Linked DNA regions of Mus musculus: regions 2, 3, 4 and 5 are each linked to region 1. The links are chromatin contacts, called in public Hi-C maps. All regions are on one chromosome and are shown on one strand. The core of a region is the stretch at or near the end of the contact, and the rest is flanking DNA. Distances in the headings are between cores, read along the strand shown.

What was found. A called contact is a pair of places that touch in the nucleus more often than the background predicts.
Region 2: a contact with region 1 is called in a Hi-C map of bone marrow-derived macrophages, with 26 read pairs. The contact joins two enhancer-like sites. A contact is called at or near these places in 4 of 484 Hi-C or Micro-C datasets (the Ba/F3 cell line, Sertoli cells, bone marrow-derived macrophages and 1 more) and 1 of 9 other capture datasets (macrophages).
Region 3: a Hi-C map of ECoMG-derived neutrophils shows a contact between it and region 1, with 4 times the contacts expected there. The contact joins two enhancer-like sites. A contact is called at or near these places in 1 of 39 promoter capture datasets (macrophages), 3 of 484 Hi-C or Micro-C datasets (ECoMG-derived neutrophils, the HPC-5 cell line and bone marrow), 1 of 115 datasets of contacts at active chromatin or transcription factors (embryonic basal ganglia) and 1 of 9 other capture datasets (macrophages).
Region 4: a contact with region 1 is called in a Hi-C map of bone marrow-derived macrophages, with 18 read pairs. The contact joins two enhancer-like sites. A contact is called at or near these places in 1 of 484 Hi-C or Micro-C datasets (bone marrow-derived macrophages) and 3 of 115 datasets of contacts at active chromatin or transcription factors (bone marrow-derived macrophages, embryonic basal ganglia and extraembryonic endoderm stem cells).
Region 5: a Hi-C map of bone marrow-derived macrophages shows a contact between it and region 1, with 22 read pairs. The contact joins two enhancer-like sites. A contact is called at or near these places in 1 of 484 Hi-C or Micro-C datasets (bone marrow-derived macrophages), 3 of 115 datasets of contacts at active chromatin or transcription factors (bone marrow-derived macrophages, embryonic stem cells and extraembryonic endoderm stem cells) and 2 of 9 other capture datasets (embryonic tail and macrophages).

What each region holds. Positions count from the first base shown.
Region 1 is chr10:17,220,063-17,222,981 of GRCm38.p6, forward strand. No RefSeq gene overlaps it. Among named protein-coding and RNA genes, the nearest start is that of Gm20125, 130 kb to the left of the region's middle. Within about 2 kb of position 1,314, at least 26 of the 459 cell types and tissues checked have an H3K27ac peak or open chromatin away from gene starts, as enhancers often do. A contact at or near this core is called in the Ba/F3 cell line, ECoMG-derived neutrophils and bone marrow-derived macrophages, where this site is marked.
Region 2 is chr10:17,548,753-17,551,844 of GRCm38.p6, forward strand. The region is part of intron 3 of Gm32543 (a long non-coding RNA gene); the gene reads right to left. Among named protein-coding and RNA genes, the nearest start is that of Gm32656, 110 kb to the right of the region's middle. Within about 2 kb of position 1,354, at least 94 of the 459 cell types and tissues checked have an H3K27ac peak or open chromatin away from gene starts, as enhancers often do. A contact at or near this core is called in the Ba/F3 cell line and bone marrow-derived macrophages, where this site is marked.
Region 3 is chr10:17,477,314-17,480,247 of GRCm38.p6, forward strand. No RefSeq gene overlaps it. Among named protein-coding and RNA genes, the nearest start is that of Gm32656, 180 kb to the right of the region's middle. Within about 2 kb of position 1,553, at least 68 of the 459 cell types and tissues checked have an H3K27ac peak or open chromatin away from gene starts, as enhancers often do. A contact at or near this core is called in ECoMG-derived neutrophils, where this site is marked.
Region 4 is chr10:17,696,809-17,699,902 of GRCm38.p6, forward strand. No RefSeq gene overlaps it. Among named protein-coding and RNA genes, the nearest start is that of Gm32543, 17 kb to the left of the region's middle. Within about 2 kb of position 1,258, at least 43 of the 459 cell types and tissues checked have an H3K27ac peak or open chromatin away from gene starts, as enhancers often do. A contact at or near this core is called in bone marrow-derived macrophages, where this site is marked.
Region 5 is chr10:17,517,189-17,520,037 of GRCm38.p6, forward strand. All of the region lies in intron 3 of Gm32543 (a long non-coding RNA gene), which reads right to left. Among named protein-coding and RNA genes, the nearest start is that of Gm32656, 140 kb to the right of the region's middle. Within about 2 kb of position 1,468, at least 47 of the 459 cell types and tissues checked have an H3K27ac peak or open chromatin away from gene starts, as enhancers often do. A contact at or near this core is called in bone marrow-derived macrophages, where this site is marked.

The DNA of each region.
Region 1 (2,919 bases), core at 64-2,563:
TCTTCTCTACTTCCCAAAAACCATCAAGTGAGAGACTATTTCACCAAGCTCATAGCATTATAGTATCCCACCTCACAGTTCAAGGAATGAAGTCAGATAAAAACCAACTAAAATCTCTGAAACTGTGAGCCAAAATCAGTCACATCTTCATAACCTCCCAGATATCTGCCATAGTAGGAAAGTACAGACCAACAGTTTCATAAATGTACACGATGCTATCTGCTCCCAACAACATTAAGATTAAGTACAAGGCTTAGAAAAAAATTAATATAGTGAATTTAATGGACTGCAAGTGGCAACTTTTCACAGTAAGAAGACTGTCTGAAAAGGGCATATTGTGTTATCCAACACAATAGTAATATTGGTTCTTAGATTTAGTCTTCTCTCGAACACTCACAAGGCATCATTGGGCCATGTTCCAACTAGAAACATCCATAGACATACTTCAAGTGAAGATTACCTTCAGAATTAAGACTAATAAAAGCACAACAAAAACAGCCCCTCGGAACATTTAAGTAAACATGACTACAAAGAGCTTCAGTGCAAGGGCCACATATATGAGCCAGAAACTGTAAACCCTAGACTCCGTCTGTTCTTATTTTCTCAGTTACTTTTCTTTTCTCTAAGCTGTTTAGAAGTCTCGATTTTTAACACATACTCATTTTCTCTTCATGTTGACATTTATAATGCTCTCATCTTTGGTTTTCCTTTGGTGCTCTTCACCACTCCTTACAGTAAATCCAATGCCCCGAAACGATTGACTTATGATATGGCGAAAACTTCAATCAAAATGATTGTTTGGTTTTCACTTTCCTGCTTGTCACCTGGCTTCCTTTATAACAGTCACCAATAAATCTATCGGCTGCCTTAGTAATTAGGCTAATAGAATACACAAGGTTTTAGATGTAAACCAATGCATCAGACCCATGCAGAAGGAAATCTATAATCCACTATCATGTTAAACATAAAGCCAAAGACCTCCAGAGAGACAACATGCACAGTGCTTTCAAAGGAACAAGACTTCACAAAGTTAAGGATCATACTGTGCAAATGTGAAGCCTCAGTCATTTTCATCCCCGTTATGAAAGAGGCAGGCCCCTTAGTGTGTGTCCCAAGCTCTTTGGACACAGTTCTTAGTATCTGGATGGCACATACTCTATCACGTCTTATAAGAGCATGCTTAATTAAGTTGTCCACAACTATGCCATTTGAAAACCACAGAGTCATATTTTAGCTAAAATACAACACTGTGTGATTGTTCTGGTGTTAAAGCTGTAACATATATGTTTCTTCTATATTACCTGGAAATTGAGACAAGTACTTACCTTGCTATATGGCATTTATCCTCAGCGTAGTCTCTGATATCATCAAAGGTCTCTAGCCTGTCCATTTTCCATTTAAAATAAATTAACTCAGGAACAAAAATTAGGCAAGAATTAAGTTTAAAAAGTTCTGCCTCTTAGTTCCTGATTTCAAAAGGCTTCAAAAGCAAGAGGAAATGACATGTGCTGTGACTCAGAGATGAATTGGTGAACTAGACTCTATCACTAAAGTGGCCTTCATTTCTGTTGCTTATGTAATAAACTGCTCTAAATGACCTAAATTTATTCTCTTATGCTTCTTATTGTTACAATTGTGTTTTGCTGGGCTATTATCAGTGAGTCAGAGAGCTGTGAGCCTTTGGAAACTCTAGAGGACAATGCATTTCCTTCCCCTTTGCAGCCCTAAGAGACGCCTGCATTCATTGGCTGTTGGCTTCCTTTCATCTTCAAAGCCAAGATCTCATCATCCTGACCCCTATATTCATATTACAACTTCTTCCCTGACGCTGAGGCACCCGTCCTCCCTGATTCACATAGAAGACCCTGTGATTATAATGACCTATTTCCCAGAGATAATGTAAGAAAACTTCATTTTAACTGAGTGGCAACCTCAGTTCCCCCTTCCTATCTTAACACTGCACGTTCATATGGTCCAGGGAATAGAAAGAAGACATTGTTCCATTGAGTACAAAGTCCATGAGTATTAAAATTTGAACTAGCTGAATAAAGTCACTCTAAGTCCTAGACTCTTAACACAGAACATAGACTATCTGCAGTGTGTGTGTGTGTGTGTGTGTGTGTGTGTGTGTGTGTGTGTGTGCTCGCTGTTCTTCTTCTTGATCTTTCATTTTATTTTGCCTTTTTGCTGGTACTTGGGATTGATTCCAGGCTATCTCATATGCTAGAAAGCACTTCTCAACTGAATTAAAACCCACTTCTTCTTTAGAATTCTTTTTAATGTTTAAGATTGAGATAAGTTGCCTAGGCAGTTCTTAAACTCACTGTGGCTTTCATGGACCTTGAGCTTGTAGTCCTTCTGCCTCAGCCTCCCAGATAGCTTGGATTATAAATAATGATCACCAGGCAGAGCACTCTGTGTCTTATCTTAAAGAAGCAGCGCTCTGCTCCATTGACGGTTCAGGAAATCTTTCAGTTGTATCAATAATAAATGTTGGAAACAAATAAATTAGGCAAAAAAAAAAAAAAAACCCCAAAAAACCAAAAAGCCACATTGGCAAATATCCTTCACCTACTTCTACAGCTCCTTCAGGTTAGAAATAGAGTTTGGTATTTTGTTTCAGTTTGGGAAATCCTAGCTTACAAAAAGTGCTATAAACTCATGTTCTGAGTTGCATGCGGTAAATACGTGATCCTCAAAACCTTCAATACTACTACACAGTCAGACTCTGACAAATCATCCAAGATACAGTATTCAAAAAGAACAAGGCAGTTGGCAAGTACAGAGGCTGGTAGGAGACTATTTGAAACTATACTAAGCATTTGAACAGCTCTGGATTGATCAGTTCTTCCAGAAGATAACTGTATCTTCTAGGGTAATGAAGAGAATGGCCAACATAGAAACTGATAACTGAACACA
Region 2 (3,092 bases), core at 104-2,603, 330 kb after region 1:
ACACTAACTTGATGTGACTGATAATCAAACTACCACACTGGCTTACATTAAATACCCGAACACGTGTACTTTTTTTTTTCTTCAGTTTTGAACTCCAAGTCTATCAGACTTCATCCGGTTTTGATCTAGCAACTGCATGTCTTGATACTGGCTCTGGGCAGGACTCTGCCCCTACTGCATTGTGATGGAAAACGGAAGTCCCCAGATCATTCACTGTATGACTCTCATTGGGTCATCTGACATTCATGAACCTCAGGTTTTGCTCACTGGAAAAACAGTACTGGGGGTGGGCACTAGCAGTCATAATCCTCTGAAGCATCAGGAGACTCCACTGAGGTGCACAGGGCAAAAGTTATTTTGCAGAGTGGAAAACATTATGCAAATGTGAGTTGATAGTAGGGCTGTTGGCTTTTCTTTTTTTTGTCTGTCAACTTCAGAGGTGATTAAGCATATTTTCTGTCTTTAGTCAGTGCATTGACTCAAGTGCCAAACAGATTAAGACCAAAATATTGACCAATGTGCTTTGGATTTTTTTACAACCTGTATGACTCTACCTGATGCTATGATGACCCAATCTGAATATACATAGTTCGCCTTAGCCGCAGACCTCGTTGAGCCTGGCTGTGTGTCAGCTAATACGGTGTAGTTGTTGCCCTCAACAGCTCTGAGGCAGGCATAGTTGGCTTCGGTTCTAGCTCAGCAATTTGCATAAACTATTTGATCTCCTGCGATCCCTGTTTCTTATCTTCTGAACGGGAAGATAAACAAAGTACCAGCTCAGACAGAGCATTAGATGGGTAAGTGTAACGGGTAAATGGGCTGCACTTGTTGAGATGACAATAGCCACTCACCGTGAGGTTCTTCTCTTAGGATATTATTGAGAAAGTGATGTTTTTACTAGTCAACCCTGTGATTTTATAAAGTTGTTCCATTTCAGAAGCAAGAAGCTCACTTAAACTAGCATAACTTAACTCGCTGAGTTCCTTGTGAACCTGTGTGCATGCCTCATAAACCACCACATTCCTTAGTTACTGCTCACAAACCATTACATTAGAAAATCCACCCATGGCTTTCTCTAGGCTCACTATGGAAGAATAGCTGACCTATTTTCGGTCTCTGGAATCTATCCTCCTTTTAGAAAAATGAATCAACATTTCCCTTTTTTCATTCATCTTTTGGTTTCTTGAAGACTTCAGTAACTTCTGAGATTAATCGTCAGTTCACATTCACCCATTCAGTGAGACTAGCTAGAATGTGCGCTATTTGTCCAGCATTCCAGTGTTCCCAGTGGCTGGGCACAGCTTATACCTGGAGCTGTCAGCTAGAGCTCATTTATTGCAGTCAGGTTCTGGCCAACTGTCCAGTCATCTCTGTAGACTTACAGTCAACCCCTTCTTTGCTTTGTTTGTGTGTGTGGACAAGTCAGATAAGGCTGAGTCATAATTTCCTCCCCCAACAAAATAGGATAATAATAACAGCTATGACTACCACACAGAGTGAAAATAAATGAGGTGAAGTGCAAAAAGCATGCCCCCCACCAAAAAACAAAAACAAAACAAAACAAAAAACCCAAAGCAAGCATACAAAATGAAAGTCTTGTTTGCTCCTCCTCTTATATCCTGCAGACCACTTTATTTGCTGCAGAACTTGAAAGCAAAATCTGAATTTAATAGTTCTGTTAGCTGTTATCATTACACCATCTGCCCCAGGCAGCTTGGCTATCACTTCCTTGTTCTTCTACTCTTAAACACAAAGGAAAATATCCTTCTTGTGGTCTTTAACAGTTCCGGTGAACCCAAATTATTTGTTTTCTATTAGCACCCCTGTAGTATATTCCCCATTAAGATACAGGGACAGTCAGAGCCATCAAGACCTGAAAAAGACGAGGGAACAACAAGAATGCAAAGGAAGAGTTGGTGGGGTTGAAAAAATGAAGCTGAATGTGGTCAATGGAGCTGAACATATACTGTGTTTCATGGAACCAGAGATGATTACGCTATGGGAACGCAGCTGAGGAGTGACGTGGACTCTCTGGTTAATAATAGGAAGCATAATAAGAGAGATTACATATGGAGTTTTGCAAGCAGGCACAAAAGAGTCTATTAGGCGGTGTCTTTAGCAATAACTTTTCAAATGAAGAAACACTGCCCAAACTATCACTTTTATGTACAGTGCTAAATAAGATGAGGGAGGCACGTCAACCCACGCAGTTCTGTGAGGAAACTTCTGGAGGAGGGGAAGTAATATGGTGTATGCATAAATATTCAGAGTAATATGGTTGGCAAGGGACAGAGAAATTAAAATGTCTCAAGTAGATTATTGTCAGACCTGTTGACTTCTGTACCTTCTCCTTCCATTTCAGCCAGACCTGGGCACATGGTTAGGTACCATGTAGGCTGAGGTTTTATGGGAGAGCACAGAATATCATCTTTTTGTCTCTTAACAATGTAGGAGCACTGTACTGTATGTAACTGTGATTAGTTCACAAATTAAGATCTTTTCCCTAAGAGAAGGGCCTTCCTATCACCTTCAAAGAGGAAGACTGTCAAAAGCCAGACTTTCTATTATAAAATGGTTTTAAATATAATGAAACTTCAAGCAACCATGCGTCTCAGGGCAGAAGTGGAAACACTATTCTGTTGGGGTCAAACTCACTTGCCAATGTTTTTTTGTAAATAAAGTTTCATTGGAATGCAATTATATTTAGTAGCTTACCAACTATCTGTACACAGGCATTGCATTACAATGGCAGTGTTGAATAACTATGGTGGAGAACTTACAGCCAGAAAAACTTAAAATATTTACTGCTTCATAGAAAAAGTTTGCCAACTCTTACCACAGAGCAAAAAGAGAAAGATCGTTGAAGCCTAGAGAGTTTGGAGGTTCACGGTAACTTCCCCATTAATTTTTATTGTTAATTAGCTACAAAAGCCCTACTCTAAAAAAATGAATTAATAAGAGTGCAGTTGGTAATTTCGTGGGATATGCGTCACAAAACCCACCTGTGCTGCATATACACTTTTAACTTGAATCCTAACAATTCCATGACACTTTTCCATGAACTGAACAGACCTTTGTCTCTTGTAGAGTAG
Region 3 (2,934 bases), core at 303-2,802, 260 kb after region 1:
GGAAAGTAGGTCAACTGTCTCTGGAGACAGTTTTGAAGTTGAGAAAGTTGTGTAAATTGAAAGGTTTTCCAGATTACGCTAATACTTGCTGGTGTAATGAAGAGCTTGCTATTTTATTCTAGTATCTATGTGATGAAAACTTACAGAAGATATAAAGCAAGACAGAAGTATGATTGGATTTTTATTTTTTCAGAGATAAAAATCTCAGCGTTACTCTAAAGCCTGAGGCAGCCATGTATTTCAGAGGATTGGTACAGAATGAAATAACAGAGGCAGAGTTAAAGAAGCACCCAGGAGCCCCTTGACAAGAGGAGAACTGAGAGCCACAGCAACTGAGGCCCGCAAAAGGGCGTCCATATCAGAAGGGCAATGTTGTCGAGGTTCCATGGTCCCCACTCATCAGCCCAGAACCCAGAACCCAAAGAGAACTGGTTAACTAAAGCAAGCCAATAACCATTGTGGGGTAGCAAACGCAGTGGATATCTGCAATAAGAGCAGGAAAAGGGGGAGATAGATGAGGCTAGACTCAGTTGTGATGTCTGATCTGATGGAGAAGAAGGGGACGGAGCCCAAGGCTGTCCCTGGGCCTCTATCAGCTCTGGGAGAATACTGTCCGAACTGTAGGTGTCACATTGTTGGATGTTGGCAGTGCTTTGCCAACAGGGTTGTGGATTCTACTCTGGGAAACGGACCAAGGACTAGGCAGTAAAGAAAGCTGAGGAGGACGCAAGCTCCAAGTTGGCCTGCATCCTTCCAATTTAACCTTGCTGGCTCTCCCTAGTCATCTCTGTCATTTCACTGGGGCACAGGTCATGTTAATTTAATAGGTTTTTCTGAAAGTTTTCAAGATTATCCAAGTCACAACTACATGCAAAATCAATCATGTATACTCTGTTACCTTAATGATTTTCACAAACCTAACAAACTTCTAAGTCCTTCTCCAACTTTGCTGCTGTCCTTCATCTCTCCCTCTGTATTTTTCCTTCTCTGTGACCTTTCTCCCTCCCTCTTTTCTCTCCCTCTCCTCCTTCTCAAACACTTTTGTTTATATATAAGTCAAAGAAACCCAACAGAATTTTCAAGGAAAATAACCATATAACATAAACAATATAATATAAGCCTGTGTTCTCTTTGAATCTATAATCCACTGAGTTTGAGAACACCATTTGCTTTTCCTGGGACTTCAGGCACATTTTATATTATATAAGATTTCTTTGTTTAAAAATTACTGAAAGTGATTTTTTTCCTCAATGATTCATTGATCTCTTCTGCAGGCTCATTCATTGTTTAAGTGTAATTCACTTGGATTTCATGAAGACGGGAAATCACTTACATCAGCCCAGGGTTCCCTCACTATCTCATTAACTTGTGTTTCGGTTTCTCTGAATGATGTTTCTTTTATGCTATTGAGTCCTGGGAGCCTTGCTGGAGAACTGCAAAAAGGAAAAACAGGAGATGAGAAGTTCTGCCTTCTGTGTCATCTGTTAGCGTTGCACCATCTGCCCCAGGCAACTGGCCTATCCCTTCCCTGGTTTTCTGGGTAGTAAACAGATTTACTCAAAGGGGAAAAGAAAAGGGAGAACAAAGGGTACGCTGCACGGGGCGGGGAGGGGGTGGAAGGGTACCCACTGCTGCAAGATCACAGACTGTTTTCCACAAGTTGCTGTTGGGTCCCCAGTCCACCTGCCTGCTCCTCTGTCCTCTCAGGTCTCCCTAATAGAGCTCTCATCAAAACTCTGAACAGGGAACAGGGATAATACAAAGACAGTTGGCTCTGTCTGTGAATACCATAAAGCAGGATTGGTGTCAATCATTTTCAGCTTCCAATCCCGGGCTCAAGCCATGCCTCAGCAACACTAGCTCCTTTCAGCCTGACCCCTCCCCCTCTTACATCTCACCCCTGAAACTCAGTAAATGTTTCCCTTCCCTGTACTGCTGCTGCAAGCACACCGTTTGCCTCTGCCTGGCTTTTCTTTTTCTTTTTCTTTTTAATTTGGATTGTTTGTTGTTGTTTTTTTTAACATCTGTTTATTAATTAACTAGGACTACTATAGTAATTACTGAAGGGTGCTGCAACTCATTATAAAATCAGTATACTAATAGGCATCAGAAGTGCATTGAGTTTCGGAAGCCCTGCGTTTGAGATTGTGGTATACTAAGTGTACACAGAGTTGGTGTCTTTGAGGGCTATAAGAAAGTCCATTTTATCTGTCACTTGGTTTCTGGCAGACTGCTGGTAATCTCTGTTTCTTGGCTTGTAGACACATGCTCCTGTCTCTGCTGTCATGTAGAGCAGCCTTCAAACAGTGTATCTGGAGTGGGATTAGGAGTGCTTACCACTCCAACATCCTCTCCCCTTTAAATAACATTCAGAGATCCTATAGATGAGAGCTTCAAGATGTGAAGTTTACTTAATGGTTGAAGTCGTTCGTTTTCGATTCTCTAGAGAAAAAAATAAAGTCTTCTCATGATTAAATTGCTTACATTTTGTTAACTGCAATCTCGAGTTGTGAATAGGATGCCCTGAAAACCCAACTTTCTTTAGTGAGATTTTAATGTAATTCTGCTTGTACTGAGTAAGGGAGAGAAGTTCTCAGGCCAGGCCCAACCGATTCCTGGTGTTCTCCTTGTGTGCTTCGTCCTCGGCTGCTGGGCCTCATGGTCAGTGGATTCCCCCGTGCTCCTTTCTGGCTATACCTCCTTGCTGCCAAGCTTCATGGTCTGTGGACCTGTTCTCAGTATCTCTACCCTTCTACCCAGGGTGTGACTCCACATTACTTTACCTAGATTGTTTTCATTCTGTCTTCCTCTGCCTTTCCTTTGCTGAACAGTGCTTTGGTGGATTTTGAGTCAGGTTCTCACTCTGTGTCCCTTTGTGCCAGGAACTCCCAGCAATCTTTCTTCCTCGATGCCCAAGTGCTTGAATTGCAGATA
Region 4 (3,094 bases), core at 8-2,507, 480 kb after region 1:
TTTAGTAGCGACTTTGATGATGGGAAAGAATATGATTATTAAGTTCAGTAATGACATCAAACTGGGTGTGGTACATCCCACTTTGGAAAACTGGATAGAAGTGCAAATGATCTTGATAAGTCAGAGAGGTGGGTGGACGTAAACATACTGAAGCTCTACAGAGTAACTCACATGGGAAAAAAAACAAACCACACAATTGCAGGATTCACTCTGTGATGTCATGAGGAAAATGGTCTGGCGGTCATAGCCAGCATAGGCTACTTACTAATGTCCGGTTTTATCTTTAAAGGCAAATTCAATTTAGGAAACAAAAAGCAGGTTGTCTTTTCTGGGTGCTGAGTGTAGCTCATGTCAGTACCATAATAACAAAACTCTATAGTGTCTTTAAGCTCACGTTTTAAAGTAGAACAATTGATGGTATAGCGAGCAGTTTAAAAAACATCAATTTGTTGATTGATTATATGTTTGAGGAACCACTAAGATCACAAATTGATTTGATTTGTGAACTGCAGAAGAGAACTGAACGTGGGCAAGTCAGGCAAAAGGTGGACTGGCGAGAGGGAGACGAGTCTCACTGACACAGAACAGCTGTACAGCAAAGCTGGAGAAAGCAGAGGACGGTCAGAATCCAGACTGGGGACAGCTCCGTGGACAGACAGGAAACCAGAACAAACACAGTAATGCAAAACTACAGAATCTGAGCTTCTTGTTTGTCTGGTTTAACCCACCCCCAGCCCCACCCATTTTTATTTATAAAGGGAGGTAACAGGAAGAAGGCACAGGGAAGGAACGTCTACCAGTGCTTGGAACCTTTGTTTCCCACAGAGCATCTAGTAAAAAGTTGATTGAGCTTCAAGGCCCACATGTGCTTCCCCAGGCTGACCCAGTATCACTGTCTGATAGTTTGCTATTTCAAAATGATGTTAGCAGGTTACGTGGAGTTGTGAAGAAAATCCAAAACCCCAAAACCTTTGCCTCTGGAAGGTGGGGTAGAGTCTGTTCCTCCCACCTTCACCCCACCCCTCCACCCCACCTCCCAGGCTCTGGGGAAAGGCTCCTAGGAGCCACGACTGGAATGCATACAATGTCCTTCCAACTCCCCAGGACTTCACACCTTCAAGGCTGGATACAGAATTGGGCCACCTCCCAAGGGCTTGTCTAACCTCCCTTTGTCACAGCCTTTTCTCCTTCTTAGGAACGAAGAGCATTTGTTTACTATCAGTGGCATTCTCTTGACACATAGTCACACAGAGCATTGTGACATCTCAGACACAGTTGAGTCACCCTTTGTCGTTTACTTCTCTTCTGTACTGCATTCCCAAGTCATATGCTCTCTGAAGAAGGGGATCATGTGTTAAACTGTTTGTATCCTCCTACAGAACCCAATGCAAGAAGCACTGTGCTTGTGACAGGGAGTAAGTTAACCCTGCTGAACAAATGCATGCATGCCTGCATAAATGCATGCATGAATGAATGAATGAATGAATGAGTGACTGAGTGAGTGAGTGAGTTAATAGATAGGTGAAGGAAAATGTTGAAAGAAGGACAGTCTTCAAGAAATGTTGTTTCTTTTCTTCTTCTTGAGACAGGGTCTTTGTTACAGTGTAGCTCTGGCTGTCCTATGTAGCTAGACCAGGCTCTCCTTAATTCAGAGATCCACCTTCCTCTGCTTCCCTCCTGAGTGCTGGGATTAAAGACAGGTACCATTAGGCCAGGGAAATGTAGAGTTCTTGTGTAGTTTTTGTTTGTTTGTTCATTTGTTTTTCAACTGTTCTGAAGAGAGACTCGAGTGAGAAAGCAAAAGCCAATTAAGAAACCACTAACGCTTTACTAATTCATGCTCTCTGTTTGTGTTATGTTGTTTTTACATGTTTTTCATGTAGCCCAGGATGCCCTTGAACCCTCCAGAGTGACCCTGAACTCACAATCCTGGTGCCTGTACCTGCCAAGGCCTGAGATTACAGCCCTTGCTACTTGCATTATTATTTTATAAATGAATTCTTAGTAGGAATGTCAGATGTCAGTATATGAAACTCAATTAAAAATCCACAATGGTTCTTATACATATATATAAAGAACCACTGATAAATATGTATGTATATTTATATGCATGTATATATATATGTGTGTGTGTATATATATATATATATATATATATTTGAGTTCTGAATAAGATTATAAAATTATACAATTGTTAGTATTCTCACCTGAGCAGAGCATTTCTTATCAGCACAGGGGATTATAAAGCAAAAAGGGAATCATCCCATGCATCAGTGTGATTTAAGATGATTCAGTCAAATAAAATTTGAATGCTTTTATTATGCTGAGATTAATATTTTATGTTCATTTTGCCCTGGCTCACTCTGAGTGATCTTTCTGCTATGTCTGCCAACAAAGTGTCAAAGGTGCCAGCCATATTTACATTACTACTTGGGATTTGTGAATTAAAACACTGGCTCATTTTGCAAAGATCCATATCAAATGATATTAACTTATCTGGGTTGCATTTGAACCTATGTCCTGGGACTTCAAAGCTGTGGGTCATATCTATAGTGCCTTTTCAAACTACCTTCAACATGAAATTTTCTTGCTGATTGTTGTCTAAACACTATACTTAGGAATCAGAGTTTTTCAAAACTCATGAGACATTATTGTATACAGTGATTGGGGCATTTGATGGACACCTCACTTGCTTTAGGTGATTGATTAACATCCCATTCACTGAGGTAACTGATTAGCGACCTATGAGTTGAGGGTGTTGGTTGACATCCCAGTAAAGTTTGTTTTTCTCTTGAACCCTTCCTCAGATGCCCATTAGCCATTTTCATAAGAGAATAACTTTCATTTCTAAAACAATTCAGGATGTCCAATGTTCTTATAAAAGCATTTTATTAGGAGAGGGGAAATATATTCTGGCATGACCTGTGAGTTTGAGAAACAGTCACAAAATTTTCTTGTCAATATCGACATTACCTTGTTTCCATCCTGACTAAAATCTACGTGATAGAAACCTATTCTACACTAAATTTAATCGGATTTCTGTGATTCAGTCACATCTTTCTTCATTTGAGAGTCTGAGGAGCCATATATATTT
Region 5 (2,849 bases), core at 218-2,717, 300 kb after region 1:
AGGACCATGCAGAGACTGCCCCAACCGGGGACCCTTACCATAATCAGCCACCAAATGCAGACACTATTGCGTATGCCAGCAAGATTTTGCTGACATGACCCTGATATATCTGTCTCTTGTGAGGCTATGCCAGTGTCTGGCAAATACAGAAGTGGATGCTCACAGTCATCTATTGGATGGAACATAGGGCCCTCAATGGAGGAGCTGGAGAAAGTACCCAAGGAGCCAAAGGGGTCTGCAACCCTATAGGAGAAACAGCAATATGAACTAGCCAGTACTCCCTGAGCTCGTGTCTCTAGTTGCATATGTAGCAGAAGATGGCATAATCGGCCATCATTGGGAGGAGAGGCCCTTGGTCTTGCAAAGATTATATGCCCCTGTACTGGGGAACACCAGGGCCAGGAAGCAGGAGTGGGTGGGTTGGGGAGCAGGGAGGGGGGAGTGTATAAGGGACTTTCAGGATAGCATTTGAAATGTAAATGAAGAAAATATCTAATAAAAATGTTTAAATAAAAAAGAAAAGAAAACTAAAAAATAGTAAGTAGAATCATCACAGGTAGGAGACTGTTTCTATACTTAATAAGTAAAAAGGCCCAGCTGGTCCATTATATTTTCAACTTGAAAGGTATAATTAAATAAAATCAGTAAATAATGATTAAGCACTTCTGAAGAAAGTCGTCAAGACATACATTGATTGCAGCATGTCGTTAGGAACACACATGAGCTCATAAATGGTTGCTGACACTTCTGAGGAAATAATTACCCTCTCTGAACAGTTCTGGGTCCAGCACCAAGCCACCAAATGTTCCCTGACAACTTGAAGTCAAACTCGTGATGGCCAACATCCAACTACATTCAATGAAAATTTTAACATAGGTAGCAGATTGTAAGACTTGATTTTGTTTTTTGAGCTACTTAACGTAAAATTCATTCAACCCCTTTGGTTTAATAAACTCTTAATGGCTTTAGTGCCTTTAACAGAAAGACCACTGGCATCTCAGCCACTGACATGACTTACAAAATAAATTGAGGACTTTAGCATGCAGTTAGTGATGGGGAACCGTCAGCAAACAATTCCCCTGAATCTATTACTATTGAATGTATTGTGGTTGGTATTTTTTTTTAATTCTAATTTATTAGAATTTAGTGACAGCTTACACGGACAGATGCAGCCATTTCAAACTATAGAATCCAGGGGACATGGCTTTCTCTGGCACATTCTTAACCTTAATCTTATAGATTCTAGAATATGCACTCCTGGATCCTAAACCTCTACCTCTAATGAATAAGATATCCAGCTACAGATTCTTGCCACGTTCTGTTGGCTCTCCCACAGCCTCAGAAGAACTGCAATGAGACATCAGCTTCTAAATCTTCTAAGGTTCCCTTTGGGAGTTTACAGAAGTGCTGTGTGGCAGTAGGGGCATTTCCCCATATGCAAGTGTTGGATGCGGTCCTATTTACTTTAATAGAGGGAAGAGCTTAATATGAAAGTCCTCACTTGGATATTGGGAAATAGAGAGCATCTCTGGGTGTCACTCTTTGTTCTAGTTTCATTTCTGATGCGGTGACAAATCTCCAGAACAACAACAATAATAAAAAAAAAAATTAAGGCCTTAGTCAGCTTACAATTCCAAGTTACAATCCGTTCTCTCGGGGACTGTGACTCAAGTTCTCAAAGCAGGAACTTAAAGCATCACAACCACAGAACAAAGCAGAGAAAAATAAATAAACGCACAGATCCTCGCTTGCTTGCCCTGCCGACTCAGCTAGCTTTCTTCACTCCTAGACAGTTCAGGGCCCAGCCCATGAGATGGTGCCACCCACAATGAGCTGGCTTTTCCCACTTACCAATCAATTAAAAATGAAAACAATTCCCCACAGACATACCCACAGGCCTACCTGATCTAGATCATCTCTCATTAAGATTCTGTTCACAGCAACTGAAGAGATGGCTTCGAGGTTAGGAGTACAGACTGCTCTTGCAGAAGAACAGAATTTTGATTTTCAGTGCCTATTTTGGGCAACTTATAACAACCTATGTCTCAAGCTTCCTGGGATGCAATGCCTCTGGCCTTTGCTCACACTGGCACATGGGTGTACACACCCACACAAAGACACATACACAGAATTAAAACTAAAATAAATATTTGCTTTAAAAAAATACGCTTTTCCAGGTCATTACAGGTTGTGCCAACATAAAAGCATCAACATTCGTATAGCTGATGGCACTAAAGATATCAAAACCTAACTTACAGACGCAAATTACTTTCTAGTAATTTGTACCTGAGGTGATGCCTTGAACTTGACTTTAACTCTGATCTTTGAGGCATGTAAACAGCTTAAGAGTGTCTCTAGTTTCTCACTGAGCCGTGGTCCACTTCAGTGAATTCAAACAACCGTCAGAATCAATTTGAAATATGTCAAATATATGGTGTGACTACATGTAAATAAAAAAAAAAAGCGTATAAGAAATTACATCGGACTTGTTATCTAATCAATAGTGCCAGTCCTGGTTAAGATCCCTATTGCTATGATGATACACCATGACCAAAAGTACATTGGAGAAGAAAGGTAAGTTGGTTTGCACTTCCACATCATAATCATCACTGAAGGAAATTAGTGCAAGAACTACTGCAGAGACCATGAAGGGATGCTACTTATTGAATTGGTCCTCGTGGCTTTCCCATCCTTATAAAAACACAAGAGCATTAGCTTGGGGTTAATGGGTTGGGCCCTTCTCCATAAATCACTAATTACAAAATGTCCTATATCAGTAATTCTCAACCTTGTTTAATGCTGGGACCCTTTAACACAGTTCCTCATATTGCAGTGACCCCCTAACCATA